Regions from separate parts of the Mus musculus genome. Here all the other regions are linked to region 3. The links are chromatin contacts, called in public HiCAR-type and HiChIP or PLAC-seq maps. All regions are on one chromosome and are shown on one strand. The core of a region is the stretch at or near the end of the contact, and the rest is flanking DNA. Distances in the headings are between cores, read along the strand shown.

Evidence for each region. HiCAR-type assays count read pairs that join an accessible place to other places. HiChIP or PLAC-seq counts read pairs in DNA pulled down with a chosen protein or histone mark.
Region 1: a contact with region 3 is called in a FOXA1 HiChIP or PLAC-seq map of pancreatic cancer cells. The contact joins two enhancer-like sites. A contact is called at or near these places in 1 of 15 datasets of contacts at CTCF or cohesin (the NIH/3T3 cell line), 1 of 484 Hi-C or Micro-C datasets (cortical neurons), 4 of 115 datasets of contacts at active chromatin or transcription factors (a colorectal cancer cell line, embryonic fibroblasts, embryonic stem cells and 1 more) and 1 of 9 other capture datasets (embryonic stem cells).
Region 2: a contact with region 3 is called in a HiCAR-type map of fibro-adipogenic progenitors, with 4 times the contacts expected there. The contact joins two enhancer-like sites. A contact is called at or near these places in 2 of 115 datasets of contacts at active chromatin or transcription factors (embryonic stem cells and fibro-adipogenic progenitors) and 1 of 9 other capture datasets (embryonic stem cells).
Region 4: a HiCAR-type map of fibro-adipogenic progenitors shows a contact between it and region 3, with 4 times the contacts expected there. The contact joins two enhancer-like sites. A contact is called at or near these places in 3 of 115 datasets of contacts at active chromatin or transcription factors (embryonic stem cells, fibro-adipogenic progenitors and large pre-B cells) and 1 of 9 other capture datasets (embryonic stem cells).

What each region holds. Positions count from the first base shown.
Region 1 is chr4:105,935,169-105,938,654 of GRCm38.p6, forward strand. No RefSeq gene overlaps it. Among named protein-coding and RNA genes, the nearest start is that of Gm29922, 91 kb to the left of the region's middle. Within about 2 kb of position 2,208, at least 50 of the 459 cell types and tissues checked have an H3K27ac peak or open chromatin away from gene starts, as enhancers often do. A contact at or near this core is called in the NIH/3T3 cell line and pancreatic cancer cells, where this site is marked.
Region 2 is chr4:106,093,283-106,096,319 of GRCm38.p6, forward strand. No RefSeq gene overlaps it. Among named protein-coding and RNA genes, the nearest start is that of Gm26047, 24 kb to the right of the region's middle. Within about 2 kb of position 1,754, at least 39 of the 459 cell types and tissues checked have an H3K27ac peak or open chromatin away from gene starts, as enhancers often do. A contact at or near this core is called in fibro-adipogenic progenitors, where this site is marked.
Region 3 is chr4:105,609,603-105,612,889 of GRCm38.p6, forward strand. No RefSeq gene overlaps it. Among named protein-coding and RNA genes, the nearest start is that of Gm29922, 230 kb to the right of the region's middle. Within about 2 kb of position 1,564, at least 31 of the 459 cell types and tissues checked have an H3K27ac peak or open chromatin away from gene starts, as enhancers often do. A contact at or near this core is called in the NIH/3T3 cell line, fibro-adipogenic progenitors and pancreatic cancer cells, where this site is marked.
Region 4 is chr4:105,904,724-105,908,039 of GRCm38.p6, forward strand. No RefSeq gene overlaps it. Among named protein-coding and RNA genes, the nearest start is that of Gm29922, 61 kb to the left of the region's middle. Within about 2 kb of position 1,813, at least 14 of the 459 cell types and tissues checked have an H3K27ac peak or open chromatin away from gene starts, as enhancers often do. A contact at or near this core is called in fibro-adipogenic progenitors, where this site is marked.

The DNA.
Region 1 (3,486 bases), core at 958-3,457, 330 kb after region 3:
TCAATGCAAGTGAGTCACAACTGAGTTATTCCATCTTAGTGAGTTATACAGGCAGCCCATGAGTCAGGGGTGAGAGGATCTGGCACAACGGGAACCTTTATAGAGTGTGTTGTTACAGAGGGACATGAAAGCACCTCTGAGGGGCTCTGAGAGAGCTATCCTGACTTATAAGTAGTTACATGAGTGTCTGCATTTGTAAAAATTCATCAAATTATAAGTTTAAGGTGGATGGTATTTGAAAAGATGTTGGGTCTAGAGATGCTCAGTGGTTAAGACTGTATACCTATCTCCCAACGGACTGGAGTTTGGTGCCCAGTGCCCATATCAGGTGGCTCACAATCACCTGTAACTCCAGCTCCAGGGGATGCAATGTCCTCCACAGATGCCTGCATTTATGTTCGTACACACACACACACACACACACACACACACACACACACACACACACACACACACACAAAACAACTAAAAATAAGCCTTGAAAAGAAGTAATTAGAATCCAATTTTTATACACATTTATTTTTGGCATTCTACACTATAGAAATCTATCAGCAAGATAGCTCAGTATTACACATATTAATTCTAAAAGAATGACAGACAATACTGATTTATATTCTACTCTATTTTTTATAAGCATGTTGTGATCACGACCCCATTGATAACTTGTCCACTCTCACACGGAAACAAACGTGTGTGAAGAACAACGATGACTTCAGATCAGTGAAGGCAAGCGCTGAGCACAGGCATAGCAGTCCGAGCGCTGTGCACATAGCAATACACAGAAAGCAGCAGAGAAAACACAGAGCAGTGAGCTCCTCTGTGGGTTCCCAGGAAGAAGAACGATGGTGACAGGGGGTTCTCATAAGTTATTACTCCTCACACTGCTTCGCCTTCCCGTTTGCCACACCCTCACTAACACACCAAGTCCTTCCAAGTAACACTAGGTCAACCCTAAAGACTCATGCTTTCTGCCATTGGCTTTCATGTTTTGTATACTTGACAGTGGAAATATAGAATTCTTTTTAAATTAAAAATGATGGAGAAGAGATAAGGAAAAATCCTTGGTACGAAAATTTAGGGAACCTTTGAACAAAGCCATTTACTGGCACTGTCTCTCCTCCAAAGTGCTCAGTTGTGGAGTTTATCTAAGTCACGCGATATAGTCCTCAGTGAAGAAGAAAACAGCCAGTGATTATCTTTCACACAGTTTTCATTAATTAAAGATTCAAATATAAAAATAGATATATATGTGCTCGTCAATATGCTTGGATGCTGACTTGTACAGGAATAAAGGAAGGACTGTTTCGTGATGCTTACAGTTGAATACAGACCTGAATGTCCCAGTAAGGTGGACATTTATGAAGGAGGCTTCTCCTGTCATAAAAATCCTGTGATGGAAGCCAGAAGATCCACTAGAACTAAAGTAACAAAGGATTGTGAGCTGCCATGTGGGTGCTGGTAACCCTGGTCCTCTAGAGGAGCACCAGTAATATTGAAGCATCCCTCCACCACCTTTTACATTTTTAATTATGTGTATGGCATAGAGTGGGGGTGGGCACATGACTGCACATAAATGCAGGTTCCTACAGAGTCTAGAAGAGGGTGTCAGATCCCCTGCAGCTAGAGTTACAGATGGTTGCGAGCCACCTAATAAAGTGGCAGGAACTGAACGCAAGTCCACAGCGGGAGTAGTATGAGCTCTTAACTGCTGAGCCATCTCTCTAGGCTAGATGGCTCCTGGTTTCAGGAAAGGGTTTTAAGGGCAACCATGTTAACCACAAACCACAATTACACAGTCCAACATTCTTCCATCAGTGTCTTGGCAAGAAATAGAAGATTCTATGTGTTGACTGAAGGAAACTGAATGAAGAGGTTATTTAGATAGAGTCTATCCTAAAGGGTGAAAGAGCATTGAAATCTCAGACGGAGGAGACAGAAGGGTAACCCAGAAAAACAGGAAATAGTTCACTGGTCCAATAGTGTGGCTCCCAGGTCAGGATTAGGAAGCAGAAAATCCATCCAAATGATAAGTCCATCCCCAGTAAAAGACTAGCGGTGCCCAGCAGAGAGGAGGTGCATTTGGCGTGCCCCATGTCTCAGAGGTCTGTGGCTGAGAGGAGGAACTCAGTGGTTAAGTCAGAGCTACCCAGAGAACAAGGAACAATCACAAATCAGAGAACCCAGTGTCACATTGCCACAGCCAGCTGCTGGGAGTTAGCTTCATGACACAGCTGTGGGTCAGAGCGGGGCTAGTCACAAACATACTTAGGAGCTCAGGCTATAAGGGAGCTTTTATGGAGGGTTTCTTAGTTAGTGGCCTTGGAAAGAGAGACTGAGAGCCTCTAGCTAGAGGTCAGCCAGAAAGCCATGAGTCTTCCACCCATGGCTGAGAGAGACCTCCAAAGCTCTGGCCCACAGGCCATTCCCTAGTCCATCTTCTCCTGAAGGCTGTTCAGTACCAGAGAGGATCAGAAAGACCTGCCGATCATGGGTCTCAGTGTCCCTCCTGCCTCTCTCACATTTCAACACACGGAAGATACCTTCTGGTTTAGGCATCAACTTAGTCACCTCCAGAGTTACAAAACTGGGTGTCTGAGAAGTGAGAGCCTGCCTGGCTCACACACTACAAAGCTGTATGCAGTCAGAAGGAAACTGAATGATTCGTGAAGAAGGAATGCCCACAGAGAGACTACAGCACTGCTGAGCAACTGACCCTCCACCACTCGAGGCTCAGCTCCGGTTGAGTAGAATGAAACAAAACTACCTTCAGTTGATCACCCTCCGACATGGCAGCTTCAATATTAGAGGACTCAGAAGGAAACAGCTCTAATCATTTGCTCTTGCCTTTGGGAGATTCAGTCGTGGGATCCAGTCATTGGGGATTTTTCTTACATTTTCGTCTTATCTACCATTTCTCCCACTCTTCCTCAGACACGAAGGTGACGCCTGACTGAGATTGAGGGCATAAAGCCGTGAAATGCCTTCTCAATGGAAAGAGGAAGCACACAATCTTATTCCTTACCCAAAGGTTTATTCTCTGTAAACTTTTGTGTTTGCACCAGAAAAGTAAGACACTGGGGTTTGTTCCCAACAACCAAAGCATCCATGACTCGAGAGAATTTTGGGGAATGGGAATAAACAAACAATGGAGCTTTGGAATGAAGGCTAGGAACTGAATCTCTGGCACAATCATTGTGAAGCTCCAAATTCTTGTAGCATCCTCTGTGGGTTGGACACTGCTACCCTTATCCTGAGCATCTGAGTACATGGGTTACAGGACACTGTGTCTGTATCCCAGGAGCTGAGGATGTTGGGCTTGCTTGACATTTTTTAGTGAAAAGACTTATCTGAGCATTGTGCTAAGAATTTGGGGTGTCACGCTTTCTAATCAAAATAGTCTAACTACACATAATACAGAGATGGAAAGAAAACAAGACTAATATAGAAGAGTCCCCATTTGTCCCCAAATGGTGCCCCTGTAATTAT
Region 2 (3,037 bases), core at 504-3,003, 480 kb after region 3:
AGAAACTGTCCTCATTGTAACTGCAGAAGGGGTTATGGGAGATAGTAAAGTATCTGGAGAGATGGCTCAGAGGTTAAGAGCACTGCCTGCTATAGCAGAGAACCTGGATCCAATTCTCAGAGTTCACATGGTGATTCACAACTGTCTCTAACTCTAGTCCCAGGGGATTTGATGCCCTCTTCTGACCTCTATGGGTATTACACATACATGGTATACAGACAACACATGTAGGCAAAATACATACAAAGGGGAAAGAAAGAAGAAGGGAGGGAGGGAAGGGAAGGAGGGAGGGAGGGGGGTCAGCGAGAGAGAGAATATGAGTGCATCCCATAGCTATTATGCAAAGTCATGCTAGTTTGTCAGTTTTCCTTGCAAAGTCTAGCTAGACTATCAATTTGGCCTCCTCTAAATCCTCCAGTGCACATGTTATGTCCTTGTTGAGAAAGAGCAGTGGTCACTCCTGTCTGGCTAACAACCAGACTGTGTAGAGAACATGAAGAGCCAGTGACAGAATTCTGATGACAAATGCTTGCCAAAACAAAACAAAGCAGAAAACAAACAACAAGAACAACAAAAACACCAGGATTTTTCGGTGTTGCTAGTCACGTGAAAGAAACAAAAAAAATCTTCCAAGGAAACACAAATTAACCTTGTAAGAATCATGCCTGCACGTGCCTTATAACCCCCAAGCACTGTATTCTATACACATCCTTGTATTGAGAATTAAAGCTTACAGTCAGCATGAAGATGGCTCAGTCTGCCATTAAAGCAGGCATGTCAGAGCCTAGAACAGCACAGCCTTGCAACTTGAGTTTGTACTGTGCGATTCCATTCAGCATGTCTCCCTTTTCATTGCTTTTGTTACATCATTTCTACTTTCCACATCCTTGGGTTGCATTAATCTACTAAGATTCCTAAGACACAGAGATAAAGTGATGAGGAAGATCTACGTCAAACCCAAGAGGCAGAAACTAAATATAGAATGACAGAGTTACTTTGTTGCAATTTTAGTAAGCACGGGCTACAAAAAGAACTTACAAACAAAGAACCAAGCTGTAATGTCCTGGTTTGTTTCCTTGAACTCTGCCCATAAACACTCTACAAACTGTTGCACCCATTTTGAGAGTAAAGGAGACTAAAAACAAAACAAACAAACAAACAAACAAAAACAACAACAAAACACAAAACAAACAAAAAACGCAGCACTTGTAGAAGGAAGAAAGGGGGTGGGGGGGGGAAGGAAGAGGCAAGATGTACCAGTTGTAAAGTGTTGTAGCAGAAAAGGTTGTGGCAATTTCCACACCTGTGGCCTGGGATACAGGGCTTGAAGAATGTGTCACCATGGCATTTCCTTCTTATTTTCCTTTCCCTTGTTTTCTGTACCACGGGAAGGGGAGGGGAGGGAGAAGTGGAGGTCTACGCCCTTTTGCTTGCCAAGAAAAAAATCTTCATCCGCCAATGGGTAACTTGAAAACATCACTCTCTCTCAAACTGGTCTCCTAGTTTGCAAGATGGAAATAAGAACCATGAAAACTGTCTGCATTATATGAAACAGCACTGCATTTACATGTACATGCACACATACGCATACCTGTACACGTACGTGCACACCCATGCTAGGTATTTGCGCAATAAGTTTCTCCTCTTAGTTCTCCCCACTTTCCTTTTCCTTGCAATCTCTTGTTTTCCTTGCCTTCTTTGCCCGCTCTCTAGAGAGCTCTTCGTTTCATAAGAAGATGAATCAGCATTCTAATACCCTTGGCAGGAGGTTGCTGTCAGGGGCGTACCCTGCCCTGTCAGTCTGTGGCTTTAGCTTTAGCTCTAGGGACTTAATTTTTTTTTAACAAAATAACTAGCATGCCCCTTACTCCTGATTTTCCACTTGTTGTTCATGCTTTACCCATTGTAGGAAGGGTGGAGTGCTTCTAAGCCAACGGAAGTGGGGGATCGGATGGGAAGAGGAACATGGGAGGGAGTCATGGTTTTTATTTGCAGCCCTGAGAGCTTGTGAATTGTTTAATGAGAACATACCTTCTCCCCATTCCCCAAGAGTTGAGCAATGAGGCCCTTGCAGCTCTCCTTCAACACAGAAAAGCTTGGGGCAAGCATCCAAAGTGGGACTTGACTGTGGCATGCCAGCATTTTAAAGATCCAAAGTCTACAGAACCGCATGCGTCTCCTGGGACCTCCACATGTGAAACAGATTGTGAGATTGACTCTAGACGTTTTGCTTCCCCCGAAGACCTGAGATGCTTCCTCTAACAATGAGGAAAGTGTGCCCAATCCCTACCCTAGATCTGGGTTTGGGTTACATGCCTGGAGGCTGGAGACAGAGCAAATAAGGCAGTGGCAAGCTTGTCCATGCAGCTCTGAGAGGACCCTCTGTAGATTAGGTTTGTGGATCAAAATGTAGAAAAACTGCAGAGCAAGAAGCAAACCTACCCATGGGAGCAGTGCTTATTATTAAGCAGCCTTGAGTCCTGAGGGGTGAGGGTCACAATAGAGGATCATCACATTCATTGTGTATCTGGTCTTTCCAATGATGTGAGGAGGGAACTGGACTTTCCAGACACAATCAGTGACAGTTCACTTGGATGCATACTCCACACAAAGACACTGGAGCCCAGTGGACAGAAGAGTAGAGCCAGAATCTGCATGTAGCTCTGACACCAGAATCCATTCCTGGCTGGCTGTCATACAATACCCACAAAGAATGAAGAAATGCAGGGGGTCGAGGGGAGAGAATGAATACAATTATTAAAGAAGACAGAAGAACTCAAAATCCACAGCACAGATGAGGAAATGCATTATTCGTACAAATAGCACCTTACTTTTCTTAATTTATAGCCTGGTGAATTAATGGTTCTTGTGTCCTCAAGAAAAGGTTAGAGAATGGGCAGCCTCACCCACTGCAACGGGCAAGGAGCGTGTAATTAGTTTTAGAAGGCCTTCCATGCAAAATGATTAAATCAAGTTTTGGCACATGAAAGGGTAAGCTTTGGTTATTGGAAAATGTACTTAGGTGACACAGCTCATT
Region 3 (3,287 bases), core at 314-2,813:
TCATGAAACTGCCCAGGCTTCAAAACCCGAGTTAACAGAGAGGGTGATGCTATTGTCTGTAGTACGGCCTGAGTGGGTCATTTGCTATAGCAATGACTACAGTGCACAGAGAATGGCAGAGAACCATTCCAAGATGGAGCCTCACAGCCCAATATCCAGTGCCCAGGATAAAATCTGCCACAGTTTTACACCCCAAGGACCAGGGAAACATGACCTTTTTTTTTTTTCTTTAAAAGTCATCAGGTATCAATCAGAGATAATCCAAAAAAAAAAAAAAATGGAATGAGCAGACCTTAAATTAAGAAAAGTTTTAGAACCGTTCTTCAGGCGGTAAAAGTGAATGAACTAGAAATAAATGAATTCATAGTTATCAGAGGGAAAACAAGATTTTTAAGTCAATTTGACTTTTTAAAAATTACTATATCTTTAATCTTTTTTTTTTTTTTTTGCAGTTCATCCCCAGTGTCCAGGCCCCCTCACACCCTTGCCTTCACAGGGCATCCCCAGTGCCTAGTGCCATTCGAGCCCTTCTCCCCAGATCATGCCCACTGAACAGGGGTACGATTCCCCCTCTGATTTGTATCCATCATGCTCTTTCCAATACTGTCCTTCCATCCCTTCTTCCCTGCCTTTTTTTTTTTCTGAGCATTTGTGTTTAGAGGTTATTGTGGATGTATCGATTGGGGCTAGGTATCCAATGCTCACTCTTTTCTGCATTTTGACCACTAATGAATGGATCTCAGTGCTAGTCTTCATTTGTTACAAAAAGAAGCTTCCCCATCTACCTGGCCAATATTAATTAAAGCTTGCTTTAGTTGAATAATTGTAGAACCGGTCTTTCTTCTCGCAAATTTCAGATTGAACAGAACGTATAAAGGCTTTATGGAGACAGGGTATCCTGGCAATTGGAGGTCCAAGGAATGCCAAAAGAAAAGAAAATCATACCATGCAACAGACATCACATAAGAAATTTAATTGGGGGTGGGGGGGGTGGGGGGGGAAGTGAAAGGCCACCTCTGAGTAGGAATATAATATATTCAAGGAACTAATACATAGAGTATATATATATATATATATATATATATATATATATATATATATATATATATATATGGAGAGAGAGAGAGAGAGAGAGAGAGAGAGAGAGAGAGAGAGAGAGAGAGAAGATAAAGACACAAAGAGGGACAGAGTGAGGGACAGACAGACCAGGAAACAGAGAGTGGGCATGATGGTGGGGACCCTTTAAAGGGTACTCTTGTGGAGTTTGGTGGCTGGTGATGTCATAGCGGCTGGCACTGAGGCAGTCTGGGAGAGCACCTGGTCTCTAACAGATGCAGCCAGAAAGTCCAAAGAATTCACCAAGAAAATGCAACCAATGTGTGGTAAGGAAATCAGATCGATTTGAGTCCAAGTTTTCTGGATTTCGATGTCCTGTATTAGCCACCAAAGCCCAAGATAAGTCGTGACTTCCTGGGGAAAGACAGAGGCCAGGGAGTCTGCTGGGAAGAAAGCAACATGTGCTGGATCTCGGAGCTGACTCACCCAGCATCTCCCCACGCCCATCTTCTGCTGCTGGGTCCTGACTTTCCTGTGGCGCCTGATGTATGTTTTTCTCTGAATCACAGTGGGCTGGGATAGCAACACAAGAATTATGACAAAAATGTCCCTATGGGGGAAAAAAGATGTCACTGTGATTTTTAGGAAGCATCTGGGGAGGAGTTACAAAATCTTTGAAAACTTGGGGGTCAATTTTGTTATGGTTAAAATAATTCTCTCTCTCTCTCTCTCAACCTCCCTCCCTCCCTCCCTCCTTCCTTCCCTCCCTCCCCTCTCTAACTTCCTTTCTTCTTTTCCAAGGTAATAAGTAACTTTTCTGATCTAAGGTGGAAACTCAGAGATTAAAAAAAGTCAGATTCCTTGGACTTTTAGGAATATTTGCTTAACTTGGGTAGAGATGTAAAAAGTCTCATATTCCAAGGACTAAGAACTATCCACCCCCACCCACCTCAAAGTGAATCAGAATTTGCAGTTGTATTATTTGTCCTCAAGGCCTAGGAAGTGAGGAATCCAGAGATGAATTAAGGGAATAGATCTTAATGAGAGAACTTTGTGCATGAATACATAGAGTGTAAAGGCTGTCTCTTTTACAGCAGCTGGAAAAAGAAGAGAAGGTGGAGGGGAAGGAAAGAGAGGGAAGAAGAGGAGGGAGGGAGGAAATAGGAATAGAGGGGAAACACTATTCTCACCATTGACTAAATGAGGCCTCATTTTGTAGACCAGACGCTGGAAGGGCAGATCTATGGCCATGGAGAAGGTGGGAATTCAGAAAGTAATACAATATCTGATTGTCTAGTCTCAAATCCTGAACACCGGAATCTTTAGAGGTTCAAGAGCATAGTAATAAAGGCACATGGATTATTTTACATGTCTGACACTTGAAATAGTGGTACTTTTAGTAAAATCTGGCATGGAGAAGGGCTATTGTTATATTTGCAAAGGCCCATACTCTTGTTAATTCTTCTGGGTTCTATTCTGTTCTCTGAGAAGCCACACTCCTGCTGTATGCTACACATGGTTCTCTGCCTTCTCGACTCCCACTATACACAACAGCAATAAGACTGCATCACCGAGCCAAGGCCAGTTGGTGTTTCTCTTCTAGATTTCCACATCTCCTAGTGCTGACCTTGTCAAAGCACGGTCCATTCATACTGTGATGGCGCTCCATCTCTCCTTGTATCTTCCACAGACTGTAAAATCCAGCACCTCGCTCCTCTAACAGCTGGGGTATTGTTCTCTGAACCTTAAGCTTACTGAGGGTGCAGCCAGAGAAAGGGCAAGTGTGTCTGTTGGTACTGAAAGCTTTGCTCCTACCTCTCCTGTTTCTTCTCATTGTTCTAGAAGAATCATTTGCTTCTCTCTGTGGACACTTGGCCTTTCTTCCCCAGAACTGGTCTTCCTTGAGCTCACCATGGTGTTTTGTGTTCTCAGAGCTAGAGGTCACATGGCCCACATTGTAAACTCTCTTCTGTTCCAAGATACCATGAAACTACATAGGATGGTGAGCTGGGTACCAGTCTAGGAGCCTCATGGAATGCTCTCTGAGCTGTGTGAAAAGCAGATGATGCCACCTGGCTATGTAATTCATTGCAAGGATGCAAGGCAGGTACGAAGTACTTGGCATATGACTGCCATCAAACATTAGGTTCTGCCTCTCTGACTCAAGGGTTTTTCCAGCATCAGATTTTAACACTCTAGACTCAGAGTCTCCAAACACTCGCTGTGATTCT
Region 4 (3,316 bases), core at 563-3,062, 300 kb after region 3:
GTCCAAGTCCAAGACCACTCACACCAGTTTCTAGGGTGAGGCTTTGCCATCAGTCCCATGGTTACACCTGGTAAACAGTAAACCAACTCCTGGTAGGTAGGTTCTAGTTTCCAGTGCTACCAAGGTAACATGTGAGACTCCACTCGAGATCCAGTCCTGGAGGCTGGAGTCAGCCATAAATGGTTCAGAGCTCTGTGTGACGCTACTTGCTTTTGATCTTAAACCAAAGGCTTCTTTGTAGCCTCAGTGGTTCATTAACTCTTTAGTTCCTGTTCAGAACATAGCAGTCTCCTCCCTGCAAAGCAGTATCCTGTTTAACTGGGGCAGAACAAGGGTCGGGGGTGGCAGCTTTATAGACTGCTTCTCTGACTGTTGACACGGTCGCCTGACAGATGGCCTGCCGGGCTGTACTTCTGGGGCCATGTCCTCCGATCACCAAAGGAGCCATGTGTTTTGGCTTCTTCACTGCAAGTAGATTTGTGTCAGTCCATGAATCACAGAGAGCCATGCTACAGAGAGCCCTGAGGATCGCCTGGCCCACCACCATCACCGTCACCACTTCCAGAACACTTCTCTGAGGGGAAAATGGAAGCTTATTTGATAATTAAGTATTAATAATCATAAAATAAAGCAAAGAAAAATATCTCAATACAAGAAGTTGTTATAAAAATAAATGTTTAGTTTGCACGAACTTTACACCAAGACTTCACATATTTTGTCTTGCTCAACCTTGCGGACCACCTATGTGGTGCAAATCAGAGAGTGTTAGACTTACTTGAATAAACCCCCTAGAACAGAGCTACCCACAGATTGGGTGGCCACTCCTGGTAGCCCTCTTTTATAGAGATTGATGAGAGAAGGCAAATTTAGCCTTGAACTCATTTGTCGTCAATAGCTAAGGATGACATTGATATGACTGCATCCCAAATATGGGCATTACAGGCAGGTGACATGATACAGGCAGGTGACATGATACAGGCAGGTGACATGATACAGAGCTCCTGGAAACCTTCTTACTGCCAGTGGCAATCTCATGAAATTACACTTCTTGTAGGCCAGGGTATGTATATATGTATGTATGTAGGTATGTAGGTAGGTAGGTAGGTAGGTAGGTAGGTAGGTAGGTAGGTATGTGTGTATTTAGAGATAGAATCTCACTGTATATACATGGCTGGCCTCAAATTCACAGCAATCCTCCTGCCTCTGCCACCACACCTTGCCATCAAACATTCCTGTAAAAGTTGTGCAGTCTTCATATGTTGTATCAAGTAGATTTCTTGCTTACCAAATTGCTCCACAACTCAAGGGCTTAACAACAAAGACTTCTCCTTAACAGGTCAGCAGGCATCTACTGAAGCAGGTTAAGCATCAACTCTTGGGTCATTTAGAGGTTTGTCTATGATGCCCTGGGCCAAGCCAGTAAATGTCTGAACCTTCTCTCCATGTGGTCTCTCTCATTCAAAAGGTTATCATGAGCTGTTCACACTGAGGGTTTCAGGAAGGAAGGCAAAATCTCTCAAGGTCTGGGCTTGGGACTCATTAAATCATGTCTACTTCTTACCTTTCATAAAACAAAGTCACAAGACCAATCTAGATGAGAGGGGAAGAGACACTGAGGCCATGTCACAGCAGAGGAAAACTTGTGGCCAATCTGGTAATATATTGCACTACAACACAGATTGGTGGCTAATTCTTCTAGGGAACATGGCTCTTGATTCCATGAGAAAGTAGCATGACATATTTGCCTCTGGGAGGTCCTAGCCAAAGTAACAGCTGTCTTGGTACAAAAGGAGAAACTGAAACCCAGAACAGAAGATGGGATTGCTATCCTCAGCTGGCTAGCACATTAGCTATTTCTTTTCTGTTACAGAGAGGTCTACAAGGGACTGGAAACAAGAGTCTGTGAATGTTCCAGTTGGCATTAGGAAGGGAATAGAATGTAAACTCGTCCCTTTGTGCGTCAAGGTTGGAATGTGGGAAGGACCAGGATAAAGTCTATTTCTAATGAGCAATCTTCAAATCCAGACAAGGAAATAGAAGCTTGGAGAGACGAGCATCAGTGTCCAAGAAGACGGAAAACACTAAGGCATATGTTCCAAACTATGATAACAAGGCCAGCTAAGATCAGCCCTGTTTGGCTTTGCATCCTAACAGCTTCTAGCATTTTGCCATGAGAGCCAAACAGGGCTTCCAAATGTTCTGAGCAGTTACTTTGAGCCAAGCATCTCTCTAATACCTTTTACATCTCAGCATTAAGATTGCCACACTGGATGGCAAGCATCCTTCTCCTCATGGCTGATGACAAACATGAAACTCAGAAGGGCAAACAGAAATGTTCAAGATTACACCCTAAATTGAGAGCAGGGGACCCATTTTGAATCCAGGCTCTCACCACACCAGCTTTCCCTCTCCGTGTTACCATCATGGCTGCCTTTATCTTGTCCTGTGGGTACCAGGCACCTGGGTATTTCTATTTCCCAAAGACTCTTCCTTATTCCTTCATTCTCACACTCCCTGAACCTGGATGCTACCAACCACCATTTTCTTGATAATGAAAAAACGCTTCTCTACCCATCCACAGGCCTATTATGTCGTCTTCACTATCTGTAGAGGACCAACTCACATGCCACCTGGTCCATGGTCCTGAGGCACAAGGTTCCTTTTCTTCTCCGCCGCCGAATGGTATTGTTCTGTTTCTTCTCTGTTGGTAAGTGCCTCTGTATTTCACATTGTATGCTTCCCTGCTCCAACCCCGGATACCATCACTGGTCATTGACTTGATTGTATCTATGCCTAGACAGTCTAGTGGTCATAAGACTCCAATGTCCAGAGCTCTGCCTCATCATTGACATTGGCTGAAGAGACATCAGCAAAAAGCAAAATGAGGGGGGATGCTACATACTTCCTATGCCCAGATGCTCTTTATCGATCTGCTAGCCCATGTGTGAAGACCGCCTGGAGGAAGGCCTCTCTGTGTCTCAGATCTCAGGGACATCTCTCTAAAGCACTGCTGTGATTTTGGTCCGCCTCATCCAGTTGGCTCTGATGTCTAACAGGCATTGCAATTGCTTTGGTGAAATCAGTAGTTTGTCAGGCTTGGTTACGGCTATTCTTGGAAAAGATCGGGGTGCGGGGAGTGTGCAGAAACTGGTGTGGTAATAATTTAAGTTTTATCCAAATAAGATGTTTCATGAAATGTGCAGGACTGCTTGAAGTGACACATTTCTGGCATCTGATTGTCCCTGGAAGAGATAAAAGGCAGACGAGAAAAGAGCATACTGTAGGAGCTCTCGCCACCTCGGAACCAAGCCACTTT